2 separate regions of the Mus musculus genome follow, and region 1 is linked to region 2. The links are chromatin contacts, called in public Hi-C maps. All regions are on one chromosome and are shown on one strand. Each heading gives the region's core, a stretch centred on a gene start, on an enhancer-like site or on the middle of the called end of the contact. The rest is flanking DNA. Distances are from core to core; before and after follow the strand shown. Region 1 overlaps Exoc4 (exocyst complex component 4). Region 2 has its middle 69 kb from the start of Gm31894.

Region 1 (6,771 bases), core at 2,244-4,743, 1.5 Mb before region 2:
ATATTTATACATAATATGTAATAAATATACTACATATAAATTGAAATATTTGTTTAAAAGACCAAAAAAGGTACAATGTAAAATGTAAATTTGGACAACTATTTTCAGTATTTTGTTTAAAAATAAACTACTATTTAGAGAACATGCAAAGTTAAATATATAGGCAGAAACTCTAAAAAGCATCTTTACCATGATCACTATTTGATCTAATAAGTGTCTCACATTTTAAAATAATCCATTCAGTTAAAACACTCTAATGTATTTATCAATAATTCGTCCTCAGTTTATAAGTAGCATAAATATAAAAAGGTTATATTGTGGTATAGTCTATCAGGGGTTAGCATTAAGCGAGCAGGGAAAGACCATAGCAGATCTGAAATAATTAAAAACATAAGCTGAAAGAACTAAATGTGGAATTTCGTACATGACAAATTAGTAAGTATAAGTAAGGGGATTCCATTTCTTTTGAACAGTGCATTCCACATAATATGCATTAATACTATATACCAATCAAGTTATACCAAAAGTTTCTGATTCTTATACAGGAAAGGGAGATGACACATATAACATCATTTGTATCAATAACAACAGCTCTGGCCTGGAAAAGACATCTTGAATCATATTCCAGGATCTTGTCTTAGAAGGCAGAGCTCAGGTGGATAGATGGTTGAGTACAGACATGTCAGCTAAAACCGTAAGTGTGGATAGTGCAGGTCTAAGGCATCGTGAGTTTGACTGGGTATAGAAATTGACTAGAGTCAATTTCTATAAATGCTGAAGAGGAGGCACAAACATCTTTTAAAAACAACCAAGACACCTACTATAGTAGTATATACCTATAATTTCAATATCGGGGTGGTCGGCTGAGGTGGCAAAAAAAAGTCTGAACATAGGCAGACTATACTCTGTAGAGACTCCCTGCCTCAAAAGTGAGAATAAAAACATTGAGTGACATACGAGCAACAATCTCAAATCATTTCCCTAGAGTAATTCTATGATCTCAAAAATGGGTAGTGAAAAATCAACAAGAAATAATGAAATGTAAAAATATTCTAATCAGATATCTAACTACAGAAGGGTTGGAGTACCTGCTTCAGTGTCAAAAGCATCACTGCTCACTGTGACAGTCCAGCCTGTCAACGTCATCCGATGTAGAGTCAGTCAAGAAAAAAGCTTTGAACTGCTTGTGAAGGATTTTCTAGACTAGGTCACCTGAGAATACCAACCCTAGCTCGGCGTGGTGGCGCACGCCTTTAATCCCAGCACTCGGGAGGCAGAGGCAGGTGGATTTCTGAGTTCGAGGCCAGCCTGGTCTAGAGAGTGAGTTCAAGGACAGCCAGGGCTATACAGAGAAAGCCTGTCTCGAAAAACAGAGAGAGAGAGAGAGAGAGAGAGAGAGAGAGAGAGAGAGAGAGAGAGAGAGAGAATACGAACCCTAACTATGGATGGTACCATTCCATGTGCCAGAGTCCCAAAATGAATAGAAAGAAGAAAATAAGCTGAGTACCAGTATTCATCTCCCTTGTTTTCCTTTACAAAGATGCAATTATGAACAGGTGTTTCAAGCTCCCACTGTCAGGACAGACTGGGTATCCTCAAACTGTGGGCCAAAATAAGCCCTTTCCCCTTAATTTGGTTTTGTTAAGAGTATTTTACCAGAGCAACAGGCAAAATACTAACCACGCTCATTTATTTACCCATTCAACAAAATTAAGATCGTATTACAAAGAAACAACAGTATCTATATATTTAACCTTGATAGTTCTGAAAATTAATAAAATAATGGAGTACTGTTCACGGAAATGGATATCCACAGAGTACATAAGACTTAACTGATTCAATAGAGGCAGAAAGGACTAGACAGTAGAACTTAACAAGAAAGGGTTTACAATGAGTACTCCTGCTAGCAGCCTGACCATTCAGAATAACTGGAATCAAAAAAACATCTCATGAGCAAATTTATATATGCTACACAGTCCATGGATAGTGACTCACACACTTGATACTATAGAATGTTTTCTGTTCGCATATTCATTGGATGAGAACCATCTTGGTTCTCTCTCTTTGCAATTTACCTCACAGTAGTTGAGCAACTTAAAAACATAAAAAGCTCCTATGAGACAAATATAAGTAGCTAAATAGGATGATCTACAACCAAACCGCATAGGAGGGGGAAAGAAGACAGATGGCATGAAAAGCAGAAAAAGTCAGATTAAAAAAATAGAAGCCTGGGGGGTTAGTTCTGAAATTATGCATGCCTCTCTGTAGCTGAAAGGAGCCTTGGGCCTACTATACATCACTCACAAAGGGAAATATGGGAAAGCTCAGCAGAAGCATCACTACCAAGTTCAAGACGGTGCCCATCAATGACTAAGGTTTCTGGATGTTTTCATGGTGTTTGTGTGTGCTGCGCAAATGTGTGTGCATGTGTGTCTGCATCTCTCTTGGTTTCTGGGTTTTGTATTTCTGTGTTTGTTTTTTATTTTAGTTTGATTGCCTTTTCATATTTTGCCTTTTTTTTTTCTAAACAGAAAGAAAGAAGTTGTACATTTGGATGGAAAGACAGTGGGCAAAATCTGAGGGAGAAGAAATCTGAATTTATTGTATGTCCAGGCAGTGATGGCACATGCCTTTAATCCCTCAGATGCAGAGACAGGTAGATCATTCTGATTTACAGACCAGCCAGATCTACAGAGTTAGGTCCAGAAGAGCCAGGGCCACAGAGGAAAACCCTGACTCAAAACATAAGCAAACGAAAAAGAATATATTGTGCGGGGAAAAAAAGTTAAATAAAATAATATATAATAAAATAGAAAAATCTGAAGGTTCTCGGTATATTGCAACAAAAAGACTGAACAAGATAAATGCACATGATACAATTTTCCATCAGAACTTGTGTTCTAATGTTTATGCTTAAAAGATAAAATTCTCTCTTGTGGAAATCTGAGATAAGCTGAAAATGTGAATCTAAAACAGTATTTTAATTGAAAAGAACTGGGCATTACCAATCATCTTTTAAAGAAAATACAACATAGGAATTTACTCAAAATAAGTCTCACGCAAACAGAGACAGTGAGACAGTGAGAGACAGAGAGAAAGACAGCATGACATATCAGGATAATGATAAAGATTGACTGCAATGGCAAAGAGCCAGATGGATCTGTCCATGATCTCACAAGAGACCTGGCACAGGAGGGAAGGAAAATGGTTCTAACAAGCTGGATCTTTGAAGCAACATCAATGGTACATTGTTTTTCTGTTTTGTTTTGTTTTGTTTTTGGTTTGAAGTGTTTTGTTTTGTTTTGTTTATTTTATTCTGTAGTGACTCTAAGTAAATGTTGCAGGTTGTTCCTCTGCCTCCCTCTCTAGCAAACTGCCCCTGCAGTCATTGTACAATCTAAAGCATTTGCAAAATGATTTGGGAGGGAAGCTTTGCAATTTGCAATTACAGAAGAGGAAATATACCATGAATGCCAGAGGGGGGAGCTCAGAGCAAAGGGAAAGATCACAAGGAAATGGGCAAGAAAGAGATATGCTGAGAACAGGCCGAGCTTGCACAAAGTATCCTTTTCTTTTTCCAGTATTCTCTTCTGAAATATGTATTACAATACCCGCTGAACAATACCCCACCCCAGCTGAAAGAAAAGTAAATGGAAGTACTGCTGAGGGTAAGCAGTTTAAGCGATGGCCAGGTTTCTGAGTTCTTTGCTTTAGGGAAGTCTCTGGCACCCTGGCCTTTCCTTTCCAATCAGTTTTGATTGCGAATGAGACCACACAGTAGGATTGGCAGCTAATGATGCTGAAGGCACAGTGAAAGAATTAGCCCAAGACAATCATTATTTTTAAAAAGGTGCTTGGCCTCCTCCAGCTTCCTTTATATGTTTACTTCTAAAAAAAACAAAATGGAATTTTAATAGGCTCTTTTCATAATTGAGGCTGTGTGGATTCACTTCCCTTGTTACCACTAAGAAAATATAACTATTTTATCCAAGGGGGAGGGAAGCACTACCATAATCTCCTATAACAATTGCCAGTGACAGGCTTGGGGAATCAGCTAATGAAGACCAAAACCCTCTTCCAAATCTGTACTGTTCTCATCCCTTGTGAGAGATTTCCGTTCTCAATAGGGCCTATTTTGATGCTGGTTTTGTGATGCATTGGTGCTTTGAAACAGTAAAGACCTTGATTTTACATGGAAAGACAATGCTCCAAAATCAGGACCCAGGGAACAACCTTTACACCACCATCATCCTGTATCCCTTAGCTACAGCCACAACATTAGTGAGTATAAACTACCCTATGCTGGGCAGAATACAACAACAATCTGGTTGTCTAGAATTCAGCTGCAGGGCAGGCTCAGCTGTACTTGGTAAAAAGCTACAGGTCAGCTCCAGCACTGGTCACTCATCTCCATCAATTAGCAACTATTTACGAGCATGCTCACTCAGGACAACTGATAGAAGTACAAAGCACAAGGCCATAGCATAAACACACTTCTAGCTTCTGCTGCAGCAAATCTGTTAACATGTCATTGGTCATGGAAAGGCACATGTCCAAACCCAAAGTAAGGAACAAGGACTCATAAGGCTCCATGGAAAATAAAAGAGAGATATGGACCTGAGTTAGAAAATAAGCATGTGCTGAATATACTACAGTCTCAGACACAGCACTACAGGGGTGTCTACTGGCTTACACTCACAGCCTGACACTAATGATATTCTAAGGAATTCTATCGTCACTACACCAACAGGGATGGGGGAAAATGTCTGTATAAATTTGCCCATTATAACACCACTAGAAAATAGAAATTAAGTAAGAAAAATGATTGTAAATTATGATCATGTTAAAGTCATGAAAACAAAGGACAACTAATTACAAAATCAGAGTGATCAGAATAACTATATAATCTACTGTTTGGTTCTATGTATTTCCTAAACTGTCTGCTTTAAAACAGCACAATATTTTATGCAATATAAGTTTTGCATACGAACAACCACTAGACAGAAGAATTACAAATAGATGAGAAGAAACATTGTGTCAAGGGTTCCAATTTGGATAATGTAAGCTATAGTAGTGTCATTAGCAGAAACCAGAAGAGCACAGAAATCACTTAACAAGGAGATTTACGGCAGCTACAAATAAACATATAATATAAAGTTTAAATGTTCTGACTATTCACATTTAAGAGTTAACTTGTCAACCATATAACCAGTTATATACTCTTCAAAACAAATATAAATATATACACATATATAAACATATATATTTATGTATATATATATATATATGAAATCAAATGAGCCTTAGACCTCACAGTTCACTACCAACTACTAAATATCCACTATGTGTCCCATATATCATCTCACCAAATCTGCCAAAAAGTAGAAATAATTGTTACTCACATTGTACAAATAGGGGACTGCACCTTGATAAAGATCTAAGACTTAAACAAGTAAATACACGGGCAGAATTTGAATGTAAATCTATATAAAAGCCCATGGGAATTTGTTTTCATTATAACACCATGCTGTCTGTACAACGATGCCCCATTTCACACAATAAGAAAAGCAAATAATTCTTTTATATTCTCCCACAGTCAACCCACAGTCAACCCACATACAACATGAATGGAATAGATTAAGAATACAATTATAATATAAATAGATTTATGATCCTCTTTTGGATGCATCCCACAAATTTGGAAAAAGTATAACCAGAATTTAGGGAACTTTAAAGACTGTTACTTTGATATCAGTATTACTGACTAGTTAAAAGTCACCTAAAAAATTGGGAACTCTACATACCTTCAAAATGAATTTTAACTAAAGAAACTGGAATGCCTATTTCTTTCCATATCTCATAAATCTTCATAAAAAGTAACTGAAATATATGTTCATTGTACGCCAAGGCTCCAAATTTCTAGCACAGCTTCTACACAGTGAAATCTTAACTTCACTGAACATCCAGTCTATAATATATCGTTCTAGCACGAACCTCCACTTAACATACAAATGTGGTTCAAAGACCACTTCTCCCACACAGGGTGATACTTGCACTGTGCTACAGTTAATTTACACATATGTTACTCTGGAAGAGAGAATGAGGGGGAAAGGCTGAAAAGATAGATTACTGTGTCCATGGGGTGATTAGGAACAAATACTAGTAAAGAACAGGCTTGGATTAACCTGTCTTTCTTTCAGATCATTAGTTGAGAGGTTTTTTGGGGGTTTTTTGTTGTTTTTGTTGTTGGTTTGTCTTTTTTTTTTTTTTTAAGAGAAGTGACTCACAAGGGAAGGCACAAATTTTTTGTGTTCTACAGTCTAATAATCTTGGCAGCTCTGAAAGTTATCTATATATTGATGGTTAACTGTAATTTATCTTTCTTAGATAAAATGCAGTTATTTAAATGTTTCTCGCTTTTTATGTTTCTGGACTCAGCAGTAAACATGCAAATGACTTCATGAGAACAAGACCACTCATTAAATGTCAATAAGGCCTCAAAACACAGCTAGAAAACAATCATGCAGCCTTGTACCAGGTCATCAAAGACCAAGGGGTCAGGAAGAACCGGGAGCTAACACTGACTAAAGGCAAAGACAGGGGGAAGAGAATGGTAGACTGCGTGGCCCTTTAGCCTCTGAATGACTGTTAGGACGTCACCTCACTTCTCTAGGCACTATTTCCCTTTATGGAGGAGGTATGGCAGAGTAACTGGATTCACTAATTGAGAAACATGTACTAAGCACCTACTATTTACAGCACCGCACTAGA
Region 2 (7,324 bases), core at 3,035-5,534:
CAAATCTATTCCTAGGAGTGAGCAGTCAGTGAGAGGCTAGGTCCTGAGTGGGAAAGCAGCTATAATAAGCTGAGAGGGTGAGAGAGGAAAGACTGCAGGCTTTTCTACAGGTATACATGGTTTTGGAAGCTACATGTCTTCATACCACTAGACAAGAAGGTCCCTTGCCTGGCTTACCTCATGAGAACCACAAGAAGCCACCCAGTACTGTACTTTGCAGACAATATTCAGAAAGCCAGGCAAACACCCTGGCCTTGTGGAGTCTCTTGTCTCAAATGCCAGGACTCTGGGCTGGGCATTTCTGCCCAGACTTTGACCTCAACTGTTAGAAAGAACAGGGACACAGCCTGTAATTAAAGTATTGGGACACATGAAATATTGCCATGCTTTTATCCCAAAGTCCAGGCTGACAGAACCAGTCCTGAAATTTCTAATCTCTACAGCCTCTGGAATTTCTAGCTATTCAAGGGTATCATGAAATGGCACAGGTGTTCCTTGGCCCAAGCAGCTCAAAGCCTTGGCCAGGTTGGCAAATATTTCAGCAGGAGGTTAGCAAAACCAGTGCCAACTTAAATGAGTCCCCTTGGTGGATCTGCAGGGGTCTGTGATTGCGCTGCAATATTTTATGTTGCTAGGTATAGAAAAGAGAAAGCCTTCTGTAAGGGCTCCATTGAGAAAGTTCCAGAAACAGAGATGGCCACTGCAGAAGGGGTACTCAGAAGCGCAGGAACCCAGGGGAAACTAGGGAAAGCATAGTTTTCATCTCCATTTAACAGTAATGCTATGGAGAATAGATACCGGCTTCCAAAGGGGAAGATGGGCTCGGGTCCCAGCCTCCAGGGTTCCAGTGAACTTGGGAAGCAGCTTTGTTCCCTGATGGTATTGGTGGAGGAAATCCATTCCTACTCTGAGCCCTCATTCCAGATTTCCTCAAGCAGGATAGGGGACAGAGACTAAAAGTCTCAATGATTGAATGGAGTGATGAAAATGGCCAGACCAGCCTGTAGGACATATGCAGCCATCCCTAACACTTTCATCCCTGCTCAGAACCACTGGGTTCTGGAGCAAGTGATTTCTGACAAGCATTTGTCTGACTGCTTTGAAGAAGAAAGTAGAGCCACCCTGACCACTGGATCCACCCCACCTAAGAGCCTCACCCAGAGCTGTTGCAGGCATTTCTTGTCTGAGCCTGAGACGTTCTGGGCATCTTTCTGTGCTCGTTCATACTTTCCTTATCCAGGAACCAGGCCTAGAGGAGACATACATGGAACTCAGAGAGGGCAAGAGTCAGTGGGCTCCACCACTTGAGACTGGCATTAAGCATATCCCTGGTGTTGATAGGATTACTGAGGCTGAGAGAGAATGGAGACTCCCAGGAGGCCCTTGCCCTGAGCCTGTGGGATAAGACAGCTGCAGCTAGCAGAGGTAGGAAGGAGTTGGTGGGTGTGCCCCACAGGCCCTGGAGGGCACCAGAAGCAATCTCACATGGTTGGCCTGACAACCTATACACCTCCCCCTGCAGAACCCTCTTCCTTGCTCACCCGTTAGCCCCTTCAGTATGAGCGTTGAGGACCAGAGATCATAAACTAGTGTATAACAGAACAATTTTTAATGTGGTGATGCACAAATATAAGGTTGGCTTTGTAGGTTCATGTCCTCCATAGCAGAGACCTCTGGGGCCAGGAATCTCTGATTGTGCCCTTTCTACAATCTTTGCCCTATCACTAACTGGGACACAGTAGGTACCAGCAAAATGGTTGCAAGAAAATGGGAGAGTGAGCCAATAAATCCCTATGGCTCACATATGGGCATAGTGCGTGCTGCTAAGCACTTGAAGAGGTTAGACACATATGGAGAAAGGCAGTGGGGAAGTTGTCTCTCCTGCCAGTGTCTTCCCCATTTCCAGGACTCACATCTCTGCTCCTGACATAGGCACACCTTGTTAACTCCTGCATGGAGAAGGCTCCCATTTCTTAAAGCGTCAAAATGCCTGCCTGGTTATACACCATTCCGTTCTTATAGTGTAACTCCCTTCTCCTCTCACCCCTGTAACTCCCAGCAGATTGTTGGATTATTGTCCCTGCTCCTACTACTCTGTCTTCCCTTGCCTGTTTTCTCACCCCTAACCAAATCCAAACAGCATCCCACACTACTGTCTACCAGCTCCAGATGCTGGGAGTTGCCCCTAAAAATACAGATGCCAGTGGTCTGGGCTGAGTCATTTATCTCAGAGGGCTTATTCTACAAGCCAATGTGCATTCTCTCTCTCTCCCTCCCTCTCTCTCTCTCTCTCTCTCTCTCTCTCTCTCTCTCTCTCTCACTCTCGCTCTCGGAGAAGATGAGAACCTCCTTACACAGCACCAGTATCCATCCTCCCAGAACCTGGTCTATGATTGACAAATTACATATGAGATAATTGTAAGGTAATTGATTAAATTTAACTTCACAAGTACCTAGTGAGTTCCAGACAATGGGAATTCACAAGTGAGGAGGTCACAGCCGACCACCACCGAAGCAAAGTGTCCTGAGTTAGTGGGGTCAGGGACACCCCAGCTTGCTACATGGGGCTGACAGAGTCTGGACCTCCTAGGGAAAGTGATTGTGACAAAGAAAATCATGCTTTCCTGCCCTTTGTGCTCTCCCTCTTCTCTTCTGTCCCATAGTAGTCAGTCTCTCTCTCTCTCTCTCTCTCTCTCTCTCTCTCTCTCTCTCTCTCTCTCTCTCTCTCTCTCTGTGTGTGTGTGTGTGTGTGTGTGTGTGTGTGTGTGTGTGTGTGTGTGTTAAAAGAGTAGTCCCGGTGCTTAGCACCCAGCATCAAGGACTTTGTAACTTCTAGGTCTCAGCCTCTCAGATGTGAGACAGCCACTGCTTCTATTTCAACATAATCTGATTTAATAAATTATTTTAATACCCAGTGGCTGCCTCATACTGAAGAGGCTGAGAGGCCGATAGGTGCTCTGTCCATGAAGCTAGGCACTTCAGCAGTCCCTCTGAGGCACTGAAAACCTGGAGGACTCCTGGAGAACCAGTAGTCCTTCGTCAGTGCTGGTGCCTGGGAACAGCGGTTCTGATGCCAGTGAAGATAAATCAACTTGGCCAAGCAAGCAAACGACAAATAATCTTGCCCTGTCTTCTGCTTGCTTGACCAAGTTGACTTATCTTCACTAGTATCAGAACTAGGGCGCCACCCACATTTGGAGGGTGGGTCTTCCCACATCAATTTAGATAATCAGAATGATTGAAACCAACCATCATGCCCCCTAGCCCCACCAAAGTCCCTTTTCTGCATTCCATCCACAACACTAATTTCAGACCTTCCACACTCACTCTACACTACAAATATGAGAACATGTCTTGCTTAAACCATTTATAGATTTTTTTTTGTCCATTTTTATATTAAGTTTCTCGCACTTGCCTGAACCTGATTCTAGCTAACATGGAAATAGAAGAATAATTAAGTCAGAAGTTTTAATAAATATCCAGAAACTTCTGAGGGAAGCTGGCTTTACACTGAGAAGAAATACCGAGCTGAAGGAAGTTCTGTTGAATCTGTTCTTAACAATTCAACATTAGCTTTAAATCCATGCAAGTCTGCTCCAGGCTGAATGGTTCTAGCCAGCACACATCAGTTACTTTTCTGTTCTAGTGGTAAAGTTCCATGGCCAAGAGCAACTGACAGAAGGAAGTGTTTATTTGCACTTATGGTTCCAGAGGGAGATGAGTCTATCCTGACAGGGAGCCATGGTAGCAAGCAGCCGATGTGGCAACTGGAGCAGGAAGCTGTGCGATCAACCACAGAGCAGGGAGCAAACCGGAAATGGACCAAGGCTATAGATCCCTGAAGCTGGCCAGCCCTGAAGCTCTCCCTTAGCAAGGCCACACCACCGACTAACTCCCTCAAATATCACCAGCACCAACTATCAAAATATGTGAGCCTGAGAGGGGTGTTGTCATTTAAACCACTACACAAACCAAGAGTTCCAGTGCTTGGCTCTGTGTCAGGGCACCCGAGAGCTGGTTCAAACGTGGAATGCCTGGTCCTGCCCCAGGTTTCTGATTCAGTTCAGTGTATGTGCACATCTCAATGGCTTCCAGAATGCCTGCTGCTCAGGAGACTGCACCTTGAGAGGTCCATTGTTCCAGACTTTTCAGAAACACACTTCCCCAAAGTCAGTTGTCTTGCATGCATTTCAGCTTTGAAACTCAAAGGAGGAAGTACAGTGATTTTTCCAGAGTGGGGAGCTTCAGGAGGCAGGAAGGGACTGCAGGACAGCTTGGGTGTGCTGAGCATCCAGGGAAGAGGAGATTTGTGATGCAAATGATTTACTGGTGTTCAGCTGGGAGCAGAAGGGATTTCAGGACACCGAGCCAAATCGAATTCATTACCTGACAATTAGCTCTAAATTAATGCAAGACTGTGCCGGCCCAATGTGCTCTAAGGAAGGAGGCCTTGACAGCTTGAGATGGGCAGGATCTGAGGTGTCAATCTCAGTTGGATCCTGGGGCACTCCCTCCTCTCGGTTTGTCTGTCAGGGTGTTCTGAGCTCAGAACACAGTCACCCCCCACTCTGGAGACAATTGCAGCCTCTACCACTCCAGAGTTAGCCTTCATTCACCCAACCACACTGCACCCCATCCAGGGCAGACTTGGGCTCCCCTGTCCTTGCACCCACAGGCTTGCTCCTCAGAGCCACCTCTTGGGACACACAGGCAGGCCTGCTGTTGACTCTTCAGTTGCGGACGGCACAGAATGAAGTTCCTCATATTTTGACAGAGTGAACGGCTAATTCAGTGTGTGTCCCATCTCCTCAAGCAGAAATTGCTCACGCGTGGAGGATAGACATTCCTTTATGAATTTCTTTATTTAATGGAGGCCTACTTTCCCCCTCTGGTTCCTTTTTCTCCTTTCCTCTTATTTTACATCAATCTCTTTCCTCCACCAGGTTCTCAAGGAGCCGCTGATGTAGTACACACAGCCATGTGACCACTGTATATGGTGACCTGTGGACAGACTGTCCCTGAGATTCCATTGACCTGTTCATTAAACAGTATGCAGCAACAGACAGGACATGCTGGGCTTTGGCCATACAAGCTCTTAGGGCAGCCTAAAAGACAGGACCCAAGGACCCAAGGACCCTACAGGCAGCATATGGAATGAGGGCACAGGGCGCTCTGAGTCCACTGTTTACCCATGTAAGCATCATATAAGCATTCCCACTTATGAGATTATCCACCCCTTCAGCTCCCCACAATCAGACTGGCTCTGTGATTTTCTGCTTGCCCATAGCTGCCTAATGACAAATTCATCACCCACATATCAGAGTCTCTGGCAGACTTCCTTTGAATAGGTAGCATTTTTAACTGGTTCTGACAAAGATCCTCGAGGTCTCTGTCTTTCTGTTTGGCTGTACTACAGCATCACTGGGTGAAAAGAAAGTCACGCCTCTCTCCACCCACTGGGCACATTTTCTCCAAAATTCTTTTGGAGAGAAACTTACAACTGCTCCAGAGGCATAGTTCAAAAGATTAATCTATATTTTAAAAACTCTTAGACATCAAATGAAGTGTGGCCACTACTTCCCAAATGCTCTAAATTTCCGGTCTTAATCGATTATGCTTATGGTTCTCAGAATGCCTCCCATTTTACAGACGAGTAGAGGGAAGGCATCACCAGGGCCTGAACTTCGGTCTTTGACCCTCAGCCTTGGATCCATTCCATCAGACCACTCCCTACTTAGTCCACCCAACCTAGCATGTCCAGATGACATGGGCTCAGAAAATGTGTGTGTTCTCAGGCTGACCTCATTGCCCATCTCCACTGTCACTGTCACCACACTTGGAACCCAGCCAAGGCACTGTCATGGGGGATAACCATGTCATAGTCATGGTTTCAACAGGTTCATCCCGGTTCTCAGAGAAGTACAATCAACAGGGTGAGGGTGTGCCCGTGTACACACATGTGTGCTTTTAGAACTGGCTCAGGTTTATAGGACTAGCACGTGTAAACTCTGTAAAGCAGGCTGGAAATTCAGGCAGAAAGGGATGTTTTGAGAAATACTTATTTTCCAGAAAATCCTGGTTGTATTCATACGGCTGTCAACTGATAGATGGCATCCTCACTTCCCACTATAGGAATGAGAGTAACCCTTGTTTAATACTTAATTAATTACTGAGTAGCCAAATAACTATAGAATACCATCACTGGGTTAGCATTTACTAACAAAGCCTGGACAATCAACACCTAAAACTGATTGTCACTGTATGTCAAATGTTGGTAGCAAGTAGATCTAAGTTCAAGGCTTCCCTTCTCATGAGAAACCCAGAAGTGAGAGAGTACCCTAGTGAGGTCTCTAGCAACGCAGGGACAGAGTGACTGATTTGGTAGCATCCCCCACCAGGAATATGATAGATGTACTTCAGCAATGGGGGTTCTGGTCCCCAACACAGCCCCTGAGGACCTCACACAGTATCTGCCCCTCATAACCGTGTCTCTGGTGCCATCTGGAACCAACTGGGTGTAGAATCCCGTGCTAGGGGAAAGATGGGTTCACATCATGGACATAGGGTTCAGATGTGTCCCAGGACGAGGGCTTATGTATACTCAAGACTGGGAGGTTAAACAGGGTAGAAACACTTCTTGCAGAGTTTGCCAGAGGTCCTCTTCTGTCACTTTGCCCAGAAATCCTGATGGTATGTGTGTGTCCATGCCAGACCATGCAGCTTCTGGAGTTCCTAGAGAAGATGAAACCAAACCAAACAACCTCTGCCACTGAATGGGATCTAAGTCCCCATGTGTGCTCACTACCTGTAGCTTCCTAAGCCCCGTGTAAGCTCCCACACTTTCCCTCGGCCTCCCCTGGAACAGTCACTTGGAATTGATGTTTCCTGCTGAACTTCCCCACATCTGATAAATAACACCTGCCATCCCCACTCCTTTCCCCCAACTCTGTTTATTAAACAACGTTCGAGATTTTTCTTCTCACATGATGGGTACTAAAAGCACAAAGCAAACCATCCATGCGGAGGGGATGTCGCCAGCCATCCGTGGCCTGGAGCCAGGTGGTAAGTGACGTTTTATTTGCCAAGGCCTGAGTGAGGCCAGGCAAGGCCAGGTGGGGCTGAGGCAGCCCAGCTTTCATAGAAGTGCTTGAATTTGGGGGCAGGCCAAGGGTCACCCCAGCACTGCTTTAGCCCCCTACAACCTTGGGTTGGTACCTTACCTCCATAAGTCTCCACGGGATGATCTGAGAATGAGATTTTTCCAACTGTAAAATTAGAACTGTGAAGAGGGTCAGCAGCACAGAAAAGCTCCTTACACAGAGTG

Evidence for each region. Hi-C and Micro-C count contacts between places; a contact is called where the count stands out from the background.
Region 1: a contact with region 2 is called in a Hi-C map of cortical neurons, with 4 times the contacts expected there. The contact joins two enhancer-like sites. A contact is called at or near these places in 1 of 15 datasets of contacts at CTCF or cohesin (large pre-B cells) and 8 of 484 Hi-C or Micro-C datasets (the N1E-115 cell line, cerebellum, cerebral cortex and 3 more).

Annotation. Positions count from the first base shown.
Region 1 is chr6:33,402,488-33,409,258 of GRCm38.p6, reverse strand. All of the region lies in intron 7 of Exoc4 (exocyst complex component 4), which reads right to left. Among named protein-coding and RNA genes, the nearest start is that of Gm38785, 37 kb to the left of the region's middle. Within about 2 kb of position 3,493, at least 9 of the 459 cell types and tissues checked have an H3K27ac peak or open chromatin away from gene starts, as enhancers often do. A contact at or near this core is called in cortical neurons, where this site is marked.
Region 2 is chr6:31,945,286-31,952,609 of GRCm38.p6, reverse strand. No RefSeq gene overlaps it. Among named protein-coding and RNA genes, the nearest start is that of Gm31894, 69 kb to the left of the region's middle. Within about 2 kb of position 4,284, at least 18 of the 459 cell types and tissues checked have an H3K27ac peak or open chromatin away from gene starts, as enhancers often do. A contact at or near this core is called in cortical neurons, where this site is marked.